2 separate regions of the Aedes albopictus genome follow, and region 1 is linked to region 2. The links are chromatin contacts, called in public Hi-C maps. All regions are on one chromosome and are shown on one strand. Each heading gives the region's core, a stretch centred on a gene start, on an enhancer-like site or on the middle of the called end of the contact. The rest is flanking DNA. Distances are from core to core; before and after follow the strand shown.

What was found. Hi-C and Micro-C count contacts between places; a contact is called where the count stands out from the background.
Region 1: a Hi-C map of whole body shows a contact between it and region 2, with 3 times the contacts expected there. The contact joins the promoter of LOC109421918 here to the promoter of LOC109421920 in region 2. A contact is called at or near these places in 2 of 3 Hi-C or Micro-C datasets (whole body and whole pupa).

Annotation. Positions count from the first base shown.
Region 1 is chr3:346,121,181-346,128,166 of AalbF5, forward strand. LOC109421918 (proteasome-associated protein ECM29 homolog) reads left to right here and starts at 1,280. Exons shown (of 10, transcript XM_019696498.3): 1 at 1,280-1,451; 2 at 1,577-1,821; 3 at 1,885-2,003; 4 at 2,065-2,448; 5 at 2,582-2,845; 6 at 2,908-4,832; 7 at 4,891-5,074. The coding sequence starts at 1,424.
Region 2 is chr3:345,747,572-345,754,151 of AalbF5, forward strand. It overlaps LOC109421920 (TATA-box-binding protein), which reads right to left and starts at 2,590. Exons shown (of 4, transcript XM_019696500.3): 1 at 2,457-2,590; 2 at 2,007-2,380; 3 at 1,505-1,936; 4 at 847-1,442. The coding sequence starts at 2,258. The coding sequence ends at 1,167. LOC109421921 (protein preli-like) reads left to right here. Exons shown (of 5, transcript XR_009998505.1): 5 at 1,093-1,210.

The sequences.
Region 1 (6,986 bases), core at 30-2,529, 370 kb after region 2:
TAGATAGATAGATAGATAGATAGATAGATAGATAGATAGATAGATAGATAGATAGATAGATAGATAGATAGATAGATAGATAGATAGATAGATAGATAGATAGATAGATAGATAGATAGATAGATAGATAGATAGATAGATAGATAGATAGATAGATAGATAGATAGATAGATAGATAGATAGATAGATAGATAGATAGATAGATAGATAGATAGATAGATAGATAGATAGATAGATAGATAGATAGATAGATAGATAGATAGATAGATAGATAGATAGATAGATAGATAGATAGATAGATAGATAGATAGATAGATAGATAGATAGATAGATAGATAGATAGATAGATAGATAGATAGATAGATAGATAGATAGATAGATAGATAGATAGATAGATAGATAGATAGATAGATAGATAGATAGATAGATAGATAGATAGATAGATAGATAGATAGATAGATAGATAGATAGATAGATAGATAGATAGATAGATAGATAGATAGATAGATAGATAGATAGATAGATAGATAGATAGATAGATAGATAGATAGATAGATAGATAGATAGATAGATAGATAGATAGATAGATAGATAGATAGATAGATAGATAGATAGATAGATAGATAGATAGATAGATAGATAGATAGATAGATAGATAGATAGATAGATAGATAGATAGATAGATAGATAGATAGATAGATAGATAGATAGATAGATAGATAGATAGATAGATAGATAGATAGATAGATAGATAGATAGATAGATAGATAGATAGATAGATAGATAGATAGATAGATAGATAGATAGATAGATAGATAGATAGATAGATAGATAGATAGATAGATATAAAATATAGCGCATTTGGTTCACCATTGGACTATCGCACTAGTTTTCACGAGTGCGAAAACGCTAATAAAAGTGCGCGATTGCATCAAATCAACTGGGTGTCTTCAGAGCTCTTGTTCACCATAGATTGAAGAAATAGTGCGCCGAAGACATCAACCTGATTTGATGCAAACGCGCACTATTATTTACGTTTTCGCACTTATGAAGTCGCAGTTCGCAGTCCAGTGGTGAACTAAATGCGGTATATTAGATTTCTCTTCACTACGAGCACGAGCTTCATCCTGGTTGAAAACCGTTTCAACAGCGAAAACAAGTGCGAAACGGTAAAGCCGATTGCCTGCGAATCATCCCTCGTCGGTTTGTTGATGCTCCACAGCGGTGCTCCTTCCTTTTCGGTGACGCCCTGACGCCCATGCTGCGCTTGCATCTGACGTTTTGACGTTTATCGTTGTGCAAAAAGGAAAACAAAATATTTTCCGCGAGAGTTTTGCAAAGTTTAGTGCACATTTTTAACGTTTTTCGTGAAAATTTGACTGAATTTACTGTGAAAATAGTTGGAAACAGTAGTTGAACAACAATGGGATCCAATCCGCAAGAAGAATTAGGTAGGGCGTTCGATTTTCGAGAAAATTATTGACTTTAAATTTCCAGACACTCCAATGACACGGCATTTTGTTTTTGCTGTTCCTTTTTGGTCATTGTGTGCTTATAAATAATTCACATCCCACAGAACTGCTGGAACGTGTCCTGCTGCGGCTCGGCTGTGCCGACACGGACGAACAGCTGCAGAACACGGTAACGAAGTTCCTGACGCCGGTCCTGATCAAGATCACGTCCCAGTCGGAGGCGGTCCGCAAGAAGGTGATGGAAATCCTGACGCACATCAACAAGCGGCTGAAGTCGCGCAACCAGATCCAGCTGCCGCTGGGGCCGCTGTTGCAGCAGTACCAGCAATCCAGTTCGACGTTTTTGATTGTAATGGGATTCCCAGCATAATTAGGATTAGATTTTGTTTTTATTTAAAGTTTTTCTTTTTAGAATTTCGCAATCATCTACGTGACGATGGGCTTCCCTCGGCTGACCATAGAAGAACAGACGGAAATGGCTCCCCAGCTAATGAACTGCCTGGAGGGAAAACCGGAACCTCATCAGGATAAGTAATGTCACCAACCGACTGAATATATTTCCTTTCTGAAAGTAACAACCTCCCCGTTCTAGAATCCTAATGTTGGTCCTCCCGCTGTTGGGTGAGATAAAAATCCCGGAGAATCCGGAAAGTCGTTCGGAACTCCTGGGGCTCTCGGGGAAGCCCCACACCAAACAGCAGCTGTTGTCGATTCTGATGGACGTGTTGCTGTTGCCATACGGAACCACCCAGGACGGTGAGGTTCCACCGGGGATGAGTACCTACAGCTTCAAGCGGGTTACCACGGAGCAACTGAAGGCGGAAGAGTTGGAACAGCTGAAGAAGGGAATCGTGCGGTTCCTGTGCGGAGGGATTTTCCCGGAGACGGAAACGTTGGCTCATTTGATTGTGGCTTCGGCGGATACGCGGTTCTCGGTGGCCACCCCGGCCATTGGGGAGCTGAACAAGATTTGCTCGTGAGTAGCTCATGTGGGAATCATTTGGTATCAAATAACCGTGAAAAAGTTTCCTAAAATCTCGGTCAATATGCCTTGGAAACTCCTTTATAAGTGAAGAAAATAAGTCACTAATTTCTACCATTGTTTGCAGATCTCTCGACTGGACGGACCCAAAGCTGTCGGCACCGCTCTACATGCTGTTCTCGGGTAACGGGTCCAAAATACCCGACCGAAAGACCAGCCCCGTGAGCACCCGAGTCCGGCAGAAGTTGTTCCAACATTTGCTCAAATGTCGCGGCAATGGAATCATCACCGCCAAGGGGATCCAGGTCATCTTCGAGGCACTTTTCGGGGAGAACACCAATCAGAAGTGCAAGGTTCTGGCGCTGCAGTTTGCGGAGAAGTTGATTACCAAGTAGGTTTGGGGGGTTGATCGTGGGTGTGTTGATCTCGACTGATCAGTGTTTTTTTTATCAGCGGTCAACCGGAATTGATCAACAAGCTGTCCAAGGTGTTGCTGACCGGAATATCGAAGCTCATTGGAGCATCGTCGGAAGAGGTGACTGAGGTTCAAAATGCGGCGTACAACGCTTTGGCCCAGCTGGCTATCGTGTGTCCGACGACGGTCAATCAGGACGTGCAATTGGTGGCTTCCTATTTCGATCATCTTTCGCAAGGTCCTCCGGAGCTGCATTCTTCGATTCGGGAAGCCCTGGTGGCTGTTGCTCAGGCTTTCGACTGGCGGAAGCAGCCTAAGGGAGTGGCCGGTGACGCGGAGTTACCCAAGGGGGAGAATGATAAGGTTCTTACGGCAAATGGGAGGTTCATTCCAAATTCGAATCAAATTCTGCTCTTGGGATTGCTGGGTGAGAAGGCCGAATCCAAGTTGACGATTGTTCAGAACGTGGCGTCGGTGTTCTTGATGACCTGCTTTCCGGATTATTACGTCCCGTCGAGATATTTGCTGCTGATCATCTGTGGTGGCAGTGCCCAGCTGCGGGAGATGATGACGACCTACTTGTACGGGGTGTCGAAGAAAGATCACATCAACTACGGCTCGATCATGTCCGTTGAAGACTACGAAGGGGAATCGTCGGAACCGGAGTCGAAGAACCCGTTTTCCGCTACCAATGAGCCCAAGAAAATCGTTCTGCCCTGCTTTCGGGACATGGCTGAGTACGTTGCGATGAAGTCCGAGCGGAAGACCGCCACGATCATGGATCGTCCTGGGTACGGGAAGATCAAGCTGCCGTATAACTTCGACACCTACATCGAGGTACTGGATTACCTCAGGATTTGTCTGTTGTTTAATGCCGGAGTCAACACCCATCCCAACGATGACAAAGAACTAATCAAGCTGACAGGTTTCTTAAAACACTTTGTTGCTGAACCGGGTAATACTGAAGTGATTCTCAAATACAACGATCTGATCCGCAGGTTGATCATCGTCCGAAAGGGCATCACTGAACTTACCTGTCTGTACGATCTGGTCAACGGAATTCCGGAGGTCCTCGCTTCGGAAAACAAGGACCTTCTGGCCACCCTCAGTGCGTCACTCAAGGAAATCTCCGAACCCACTCGAGCCTTGATCGCCAAGGTCTACGGAGTCCTCCTGGCTTACAACAGCGATGAATCAGAATTGGAAAAGCAAGTCAAGGATCTCCTCGCCCTCGCCAACAAATCTCTTGAAAACCGCCACGGTTCCATCCTGGCCGCCTCGAACGCCATCCACCGAAAACTTCTCCTCACCCCTGCCCTCCAGAACTGGCAAGTCTACAAGGATCTTGTCTCGCTCCTCATATCCCTCTTGAACGATCAGCAGTCCCTTCTCCAATCAGCGTCCATAAAAAGTCTCAGCCTTATCGGTTCCACCTCCCAGCTCCCGCTCCCTGCAACACCCCCATCGGAGAACCAAATGGACGCGGACTCCTCATCGCCCACCAAGTCTTCACTTTTCGAATCCCTGATGACCCTGCTTCAGAGCGGCCACACCAAAGCCAAGATCCGCGAGGACGTCGCCCACTGCCTGGGCTACCTCGCCGTAGGTGATCCGGACTTCTTCGCCAAACGCCTCCTGGAAGGCTTCCTCAAGCTGCTCAAGTTGACCAAGGATCCCGCCCTGAACATCGCCATGGGTCAAGCCCTGGTCTACACCCTGCAGGGCCTATCGACCGGCGATCGCCAGGCCGATCAGGACTCACAAGGAAACGTCAGCGACGAAACGCTAACCTGGTTCCTGATCGAGCTGGTCCGGAAGGTTAACGAACCGCATGCCTATCTGAAACAGGCCTGTGCCATTTGGTTGCTGGCCATCGTGAAGAACTGCAGCAAGCGGAAACCGATCGTGGACAATCGGCAGATTCTGCAGCTGGCGCTGACCGATCTGCTGTCGGAGGATAATGGTTTGTGACTTGGTTTGGACAAGATCCGGCGGGAACTAATCGTGAACATATTTTTCAGAATTGGTCCAGGATGTGGCGTCCCGTGGGTTGGGTATCGTGTTTACGCTGTCCAGTAATGACGGCCAGGAGGAATTGTCCAGCTTGCTGTTGGATCAGTTGATTGGTGGTAGGCGGCAGGTGCAGAAGGTGACCGAGGATACCAAGCTCTTCGAGGAGGGCGTGCTGGGAAAGGCTCCCACGGGGTAAGTTTCTTGTATTTGTTCCGGAAGTTCCTCCGGAAATTCTTGCACAAGTTCCTCCGGAAATTCTTGCACAAGTTCCTCCGGAAATTCTTGCAGAAGTTCCTCCGGAAATTCTTGCACAAGTTCCTCCGGAAATTCTTGCACAAGTTCCTCCGGAAATTCTTGCAGCAGTTCCTCCGGAAATTCTTGCCTAAGCTCCTCCGGAAACTCTTGCACAAGTTCCTTTGGAATTTCTTGCAGAAGTTCCTCCGGAATTTCTTGCAGAAGTTCCTCCGGAATTTCTTGCAGAAGTTCCTCCGGAAGTTCTTGCAGAAGTTCCTCCGGAATTTCTTGCAGAAGTTCCTCCGGAATTTCTTGCAGAAGTTCCTCCGGAATTTCTTGCAGAAGTTCCTCCGGAATTTCTTGCAGAAGTTCCTCCGGAATTTCTTGCAGAAGTTCCTCCGGAATTTCTTGCAGAAGTTCCTCCGGAATTTCTTGCAGAAGTTCCTCCGGAATTTCTTGCAGAAGTTCCTCCGGAATTTCTTGCAGAAGTTCCTCCGGAATTTCTTGCAGAAGTTCCTTCGGAAATTCTTGCAGAAGTTCCTTCGGAAATTCTTGCAGAAGTTCCTTCGGAAATTCTTGCAGAAGTTCCTTCGGAAATTCTTGCAGAAGTTCCTTCGGAAATTCTTGCAGAAGTTCCTTCGGAAATTCTTGCAGAAGTTCCTTCGGAAATTCTTGCAGAAGTTCCTTCGGAAATTCTTGCAGAAGTTCCTTCGGAAATTCTTGCAGAAGTTCCTTCGGAAATTCTTGCAGAAGTTCCTTCGGAAATTCTTGCAGAAGTTCCTTCGGAAATTTTTGCAGAAGTTCCTTCGGAAATTCTTGCAGAAGTTCCTTCGGAAATTCTTGCAGAAGTTCCTTCGGAAATTCTTGCAGAAGTTCCTTCGGAAATTCTTGCAGAAGTTCCTCCGGAATTCTTGCAGAAGTTCCTCCGGAATTCTTGCAGAAGTTCCTCCGGAATTCTTGCAGAAGTTCCTCCGGAATTCTTGCAGAAGTTCCTCCGGAATTCTTGCAGAAGTTCCTCCGGAATTCTTGCAGAAGTTCCTCCGGAATTCTTGCAGAAGTTCCTCCGGAATTCTTGCAGAAGTTCCTCCGGAATTCTTGCAGAAGTTCCTCCGGAAATTGTTGCAGAAGTTCCTCCGGAAATTGGTGCAGAAGTTCCTCCGGAAATTCTTGCAGAAGTTCCTTCGGAAATTCTTGCAGAAGTTCCTTCGGAAATTCTTGCAGAAGTTCCTTCGGAAATTCTTGCAGAAGTTCCTTCGGAAATTCTTGCAGAAGTTCCTTCGGAAATTCTTGCAGAAGTTCCTTCGGAAATTCTTGCAGAAGTTCCTTCGGAAATTCTTGCAGAAGTTCCTTCGGAAATTCTTGCAGAAGTTCCTTCGGAAATTCTTGCAGAAGTTCCTTCGGAAATTCTTGCAGAAGTTCCTTCGGAAATTCTTGCAGAAGTTCCTTCGGAAATTCTTGCAGAAGTTCCTTCGGAAATTCTTGCAGAAGTTCCTCCGGAAATTCTTGCAGAAGTTCCTCCGGAAATTCTTGCAGAAGTTCCTCCGGAAATTCTTGCAGAAGTTCCTCCGGAAATTCTTGCAGAAGTTCCTCCGGAAATTCTTGCACAAGTTCCTCCGGAAATTCTTGCACAAGTTCCTCCGGAAATTCTTGCACAAGTTCCTCCGGAAATTCTTGCACAAGTTCCTCCGGAAATTCTTGCACAAGTTCCTCCGGAAATTCTTGCACAAGTTCCTCCGGAAATTCTTGCAGAAGTTCCTCCGGAATTCTTGCAGAAGTTCCTCCGGAAATTCTTTCAGAAATTCCTCCGGAAATTCTTGCAGAAATTCCTCCGGAAATTCTTGCAGAAGTTCCTCCGGAAATTCTTGCAGAA
Region 2 (6,580 bases), core at 1,340-3,839:
AATTAAGAAAAGAAGAAGAAAACTCAATTGTTTTTTGCCGATTCTGATTCCTCGAAGACAGCTGTACAGTATGCGCATGGAAAAGTAGACATTCTCTTCATTATTTATGTCGCAAAATGCTTCAGCTCATGAGGCAACTTTTTAGCAGCTTCGCTAACGGACACAGATTTCAGGCAATTTCCAGCACTTGCAACATCATTTTATTTTTTTACAAAATATTGGTCGTTGATTTGAAAAATTTTTCTTCACAAACTTTTTCATTACTATTGAAACAATATTCAAAAAATATATTTGAAGCTAATATTGAACTAGCGTCCCTGATTTTGTGGTATATTCGAGAAAGTGCGCCGAATTAGGGACTGCGCAGAATTAGGACCGGTCACGGTATATTGTGAGGCAAGTACAATGATACACTATGCCCAGGGAGTCGAGAAAATTTTCTCGACTGGAACGGGAATCGAACCCGCCGTCTCCGGATTGGCGATCCATAGCCTTAACCACTAGGCTAACTGGAGACCTGACAAGAACCTAACAGACTATACATAGATAGACCGGATAGACCTTACTACAAAATCAAATGTTCGCACATTCTGTCATAACCTTCCGTGTCAGTTAACAGCAGTGTCAAAAGAAATATGTTCTGCCCTATCGAAGGCCTAGTTTTGAAGTATCAATGCTATTCAGCTGCCGACTAGTAGTCTTTAAAAAATGAAAACAAAAAATAATACCTTCCTAGTTATGTCGAAAACGAACTCACATCAAAATCGCTGCCTAAGTGATCCTACTCCTCTTATTCTAACTATGTATCGAGTCAATTGAATATTGATGTCATCAAAAAATAATAGGTTTCCTTTACTAATTCATAAGTAAATCTATTACCGAATTTATTGGCTTAAAGTTACAATCCTGCTCAGGGGAAACCGTTTCATGTTTGGTAAAAAATGATATCGTCTCGTTATCGCGTCGCAACATTCTGAAAACGTTGCAAATTTTTTTTACATAAGTCTTGATTTATTTTGAAAATTTGCCTAATCAATGGCAATTCAGCAATTAACAACTGCTATACATTTGCATGAACATTATTACTTTCAGAAGTCAAAAAACAAACAACTCAGGAAACTAAATGAAGTATCGTTGAAGATGTGCAATGAAGAAGCTCCCCCGAGTTATTGCTTCTTGAAACTCTTCAAAATTGGATAAATGTTATCGAACGCATCGTAGATCTCCTGCCGCACCTTTGCTCCCGTTAGTACCACCTTTCCGGACACGAATATAAGCAGCACAATTCTGGGCTTCACCATACGGTAGATCAATCCGGGGAACAGCTCTGGCTCGTAGGAGCTGAACTTACCGTGTGTTAGCACCAAACCTTCCAATCGGATGGGAAACCGCACATCGCAGCTGCCCACCATGTTTTGTACTTTGAAGTCCAGGAATTTGGCCTGAAATCGAAAAAACGAGTCAAAAAGGCTCCAATCACTCAAGTAAAAACCAACACACTTACCGTAAATCCAAGTTTCTGAATAATTCGCGCATACTTGCGCGCCGCCAGCCGAGAGTCCTCCTCGCTCTTCGCCCCGGTGCACACCATCTTCCCGCTGGAAAAAATCAGTGCCGTGGTTCGCGGTTCTCGGATTCGCATGATAACGGCGGCGAAACGTTTCGGGTTGTACTCGGCATTACGGGCGTGCAGGGCAATTTTCTTTAGATCCAGCCTACAGCTGAGATTCACCGTCGAAACAATGTTCTGCAACTGCGGTAGGATTGCCGGTTCGCTCGGGGTCATCGGAGTCATTGGCGTGGCGGGACCCATCGTTTGGTGAATGTTAACACTGCCGATGTTGTCCGGATCCCGCACGCTGCCTCCGCTGTTGTGCACCGGTGTGGCCGAAGCTTTGCTCTCCGTCATGGGCACCATCGGGGACATGAGGCTTTGCTGTTTGGGAGGGAGATCATAAAATATAGAATTATTGGTGACATTCGTTAGAAGAACATAATCATCTTACCGGTGTCTGTGGTTGGATCATGCTCTGGGGCGCAGCGAAACTGGGCGCGTACGTGTGCATACTTTTGCCGGGTGTGTTCATTCCGGAGGGCAGCCCGTACGCACTGAGCCCGCCCATCGGAGTCATGTGAGGCATCGATTGTTGCTGCTGTTGGTAGGCATGCGGAAGAATTTGCTGGTCCTCTTCCGGTTGGTGCAACGGCGTCCCAATACTCGGGATCGAAAATCCCGGACTGAGCTGCATCTGATCCATGATGGCTGTGGCTTGTTGTTTACGGGTTCCGCCACGGAAGTCGACTCGTTTGCGCCGTTTTCAGCGCTTGGCAATACACTTTTCGATTATCAACAAAAGCTAGTCAAAAGATTCTAGGTTACCTGAATATAAAAGTGAGAAAAATCTTTGAAATTTCCGTAAAATTCACAGAAAAAACGCGGAAAACTTGAAACTCACCCAAAAATTTGCAGGAAAGCTTCGCTTTATTTTGATACTTTTGACGTTTGTGCGACTTTACGTGACTGCGGATGTGTGCGTGTGTTGGCGACCCCTTCGAGCAGAGGCGCAGCTGATGTCACATAGTGATGGGGGCAAAGCAAAACCGCAGATTTATTATAGGGTAACCAATATAATTTGGACCCCCATATATTTTAGACCCCCTGGGTCGTATTATCATAACTTTCACAAATTTAATGAAGAGATGACGAAAATTTTTAGAATCATTCGCTAAATTAAACTGTTCTGCGCGAACGGCAAGCATTTCCTCACTGGAAATATCATGATTTGCCTTGAAATTGATTTTCGTTAATCTCGTCACCCGTGCGAGCGTCGCGGTATGTTTACCAAAAGAGAATGTGGTGCTGGGGAAACTTGCAGATGTAAACAAAAACGTTTTTCAATCTCACTCAGAAAATAATCTAAACTATTTAGTATAAATCCCACACTAAATCCATTTTGCCTGGTTGACCCCAGAGTCCGTTTATATGCTGGATATACTGGCTAAGTATAACTTGAATATACCCGTATTCTAGTATAACCACGGTATACCGTGGATAGTTTAACCGTAATTTAGTTAAAAATGATTAGGATTTGTTTTGTTTTGTTTTTTTTTTTACATTGAAAATAATTTCGACAAAATGAAACGAGCAAAAGTTTTATTTAGTAAAATCTGCAGTAAAACACAAACGCATCAAATTAGGGCTCCCATCTGCACGACATTGAAAATCAGGACATTTTATGTATTTTCCCAAAAATGCGCTAAACTCATCGGATTTGTTAAGAAATTTTCGCCAAAATATGTTCAAAATCAGGACATGTCCTGCTAAATCAGGACAGATGGTAACCCTACATCAAATCATTAGCACCTCTCCTCTTTCTGGCCTTTTAACATCATTTCTGACTGAATCTGTTCCCGGCGACGGCGGCATTCGGTAACTTGGGCTCTTTCGGGAACTATGGTGGCGTTGTCCGATTACACAGTGCCCACGGTAGTACCTATAAAAATCCTTAATTTGTTAGTAAACGAGCACCGGCCGATAATACTTAAAACAGTAACTTACATTTTTATGGACATCCAGCCTCGCATCTAGCACCCCGAATAAAAAATACAGTAGAAAAACCGAACGTTGTATTGTAACAGTACTATTTAAAACCATATTTTTACAATAGACACCACTGTAAAAATAAAAATACAAAAAACAATAAAATGTAATATAGAACCCAATACAGTAAATTGTAAATAAGATTTTTACAATATACTATACGGGTGGTTAAGTATCGTAACAATATAAAAACATATTTTTCTTCATATATATTTTTTTGCAAAACCATACATTATATTGTAAATGAATTGTTATAAATACTGATACGTGGGTTTTAATAAACCGTACATTGTATGGTACACATATGGTTTCAAACAATAAAATGTACCGTAAATATATTGTTTTCAATTGTAGTTTCACTACTGGTTATACATTTAATTAAATGGTTTTGGAATGGTTCTCTTTTGTTATCCCAACTAACAATCACTCATTTAACAGGCACCATTATGACGAATTAATTCAGCATAATGTTGAATAACATTTGAATTATTTTCACGTACAACCTATATTCGGGTTTTGTTCACACAAATTTGGAGAAGTTGTAAAGCATCATGTTGTGCACCAACTTAATTTTTTGTTGTTCAAAGCGTTTTACAAATGTACAAGAAAGTTGTTATTCAGCTTTGGCAAAAATGACTGAAAATAAATAAAAGACAAAAATGTTGACCTCTCACGACAGTAATTATTTGCTCTCATGTTGAGAACACCTATTATGAAATAAGAATTACATATAAAATTACCTAAATCCGGATTAGATCTCGAGACCTGTCGATTGCCAGCCGCATACCTTCCTATCTGCGCCATCCTAGAGATGGTGAGATGCAACACCCAAAGCTAAACATAATCTTCCCATGGCTCAATAATGATCACCCCTGAACTTGTGTTCAGCAGTGGTGAATTAGCATAGCACGTGGTAATCAACTGAACAACGCCTTATACTTCAACAGCTGTTCAGCTCAAAACACGTGTTTTCCATTCTGATTTCGCTGTCAGATTTTTATCGCACGGTGAGAAAACTTGTATCGAATGCGGCCAAAAAGTGTTGGTCCTTTTTGAAGATATTGTTTTCAGACGAACTAATTGCGATATGAATATGTTTTTATTTTTATTATTAAATATCGATCTTTAAAATGTATGACAATATCAGGGCTGGTAGCAAGAACTGATGGTCAAAATAGTTATTTTAGTGACCACAATCTTTGAAATAGTGACCAAATAGTGACTTTCAGATAGCAAAAAAGTGGCTAAATAGTGACTTTTGGCACAAACATATGCTTAGTGAGGAAACATTGTAGAACGAATTTGATTCAGAAATCCCTGGAGTACCGCATAATAAAAATGTTCAAGAAAAACTTTCATCTTCCATTCCTTAAATTGTACAAAGCTGCATGTATCTACAATTTTATAGAATATATTGTGCAGAACTAGATGAGCATGGCATGAAAATTCTGTCAAGAAAAAATAAATAAATTAAGAAAATCTTGGAGAACTTGTTGGATGTTTTCTGTCATGAATTTCACCTTGATGGAAACTTAGATAGACAAATGCTTAAAAATGTGCAAATGAATTGAATAAGAATTTTTCAAATATGATTTCTTGAATATTTTTGCAAAAAATCTCTCAAAATAAAAAAAATGAATAACAGAAAGTAATTAAGTAATTTTGATGAAATACTTGAAATATTTCTCTACGTACCCCCTTGGAATTTTCAGAAGAATTACAAGAAGAAAACAACGGGTTTTTTATAATAGCCTATGAAAATATAATAGAACTCTTAATTTTTTCAAAATGTCCCATATTTACTAATTTATTTGAATTGTCTCATAGTTTCTGGTTAAATTTTCATAATATGTAGTTACAGGCATTCAGGGAGAAGTTGTTAATTTTATTTGGGGACTTAAAATAATGACCAAGCCACTAAATATCGACATGCTAAGGCGTGCACTCTCACCGACGCACCATGGGGCGGTCCCATACAAAATATGTTTGCGTTAGTTTATAAAACACTCCAAACTTTTTGGAACTCAGTCCTCCAATATATATAAAAGTTGTTTCGATACACACGCAAGGCTGTTACAAAAGTGTCGACTTAGAAACCGCAAAATCCGCGCCAAGCCATTTTAAATCCGCGCCGAGGTCATCAAATCCGCGCAATTCAAAATATATGGTTTTGATGGCCTAAATTCATAAAAAGACTGATTTTTTCGAAGAAAATCAACTATTCATGACTTTTGTTGCACTCCTGGTGAAGAGCATTTATTTTTATAAATTGATTTTTAACTATTACTAATCCACGACTTTGGATGACAACATCTAAATCTAACAAGAGCATGCTGCTCAGGTTAGTTTTTTTAATTTGGAATAAAACATCTTGGATCAATAGTTCTTTAATTGATTATCAATCAGAGTGTCTACTATTTTACGAAAAAGGAGCATTCTTGGTGAACTTTTGAAATAGTTCATAATCTTGAATATAAGAAATCCTGAAAAGCCAAAAGGTCATTTGAGAGAATTTCAAGAAATTTTTCTGAAGCTCTTTGAAAAATTCATGGAACTTATTATGTAAAGATGCAAATGGAGTAAACCTGGTGAAATTTTTTGATTAAATCACCACTAAATTATATTCCTAAGGGTGATATTTATGAAAAAAGAAACATGTAGAAAAAAAGATGTGTAGAAAAGTATTAACTCATTGGAAAATGTATGATAAGAGTTTCTGGCCATACAACCCCTTGGGAATTCGGTGAGGATTTCAGTAAGAATGTCCTCAGTCTTAGGATTTCGAAAGCTTCAATGATTTCGATGTATTCTACAAAAAAATCTAAAAATTCTACCAAGAAACCCTTTACTCTTCAATAACTATGCCCATAACGCCCCTCTCAACGAGTGCTCCGATTGGAAATCATAGTTTTCAACAAAAAAAATGATTCGGCAGAAATTCCATTAATAATTGATTCAGGCATTTCGTCAATTCCGTTA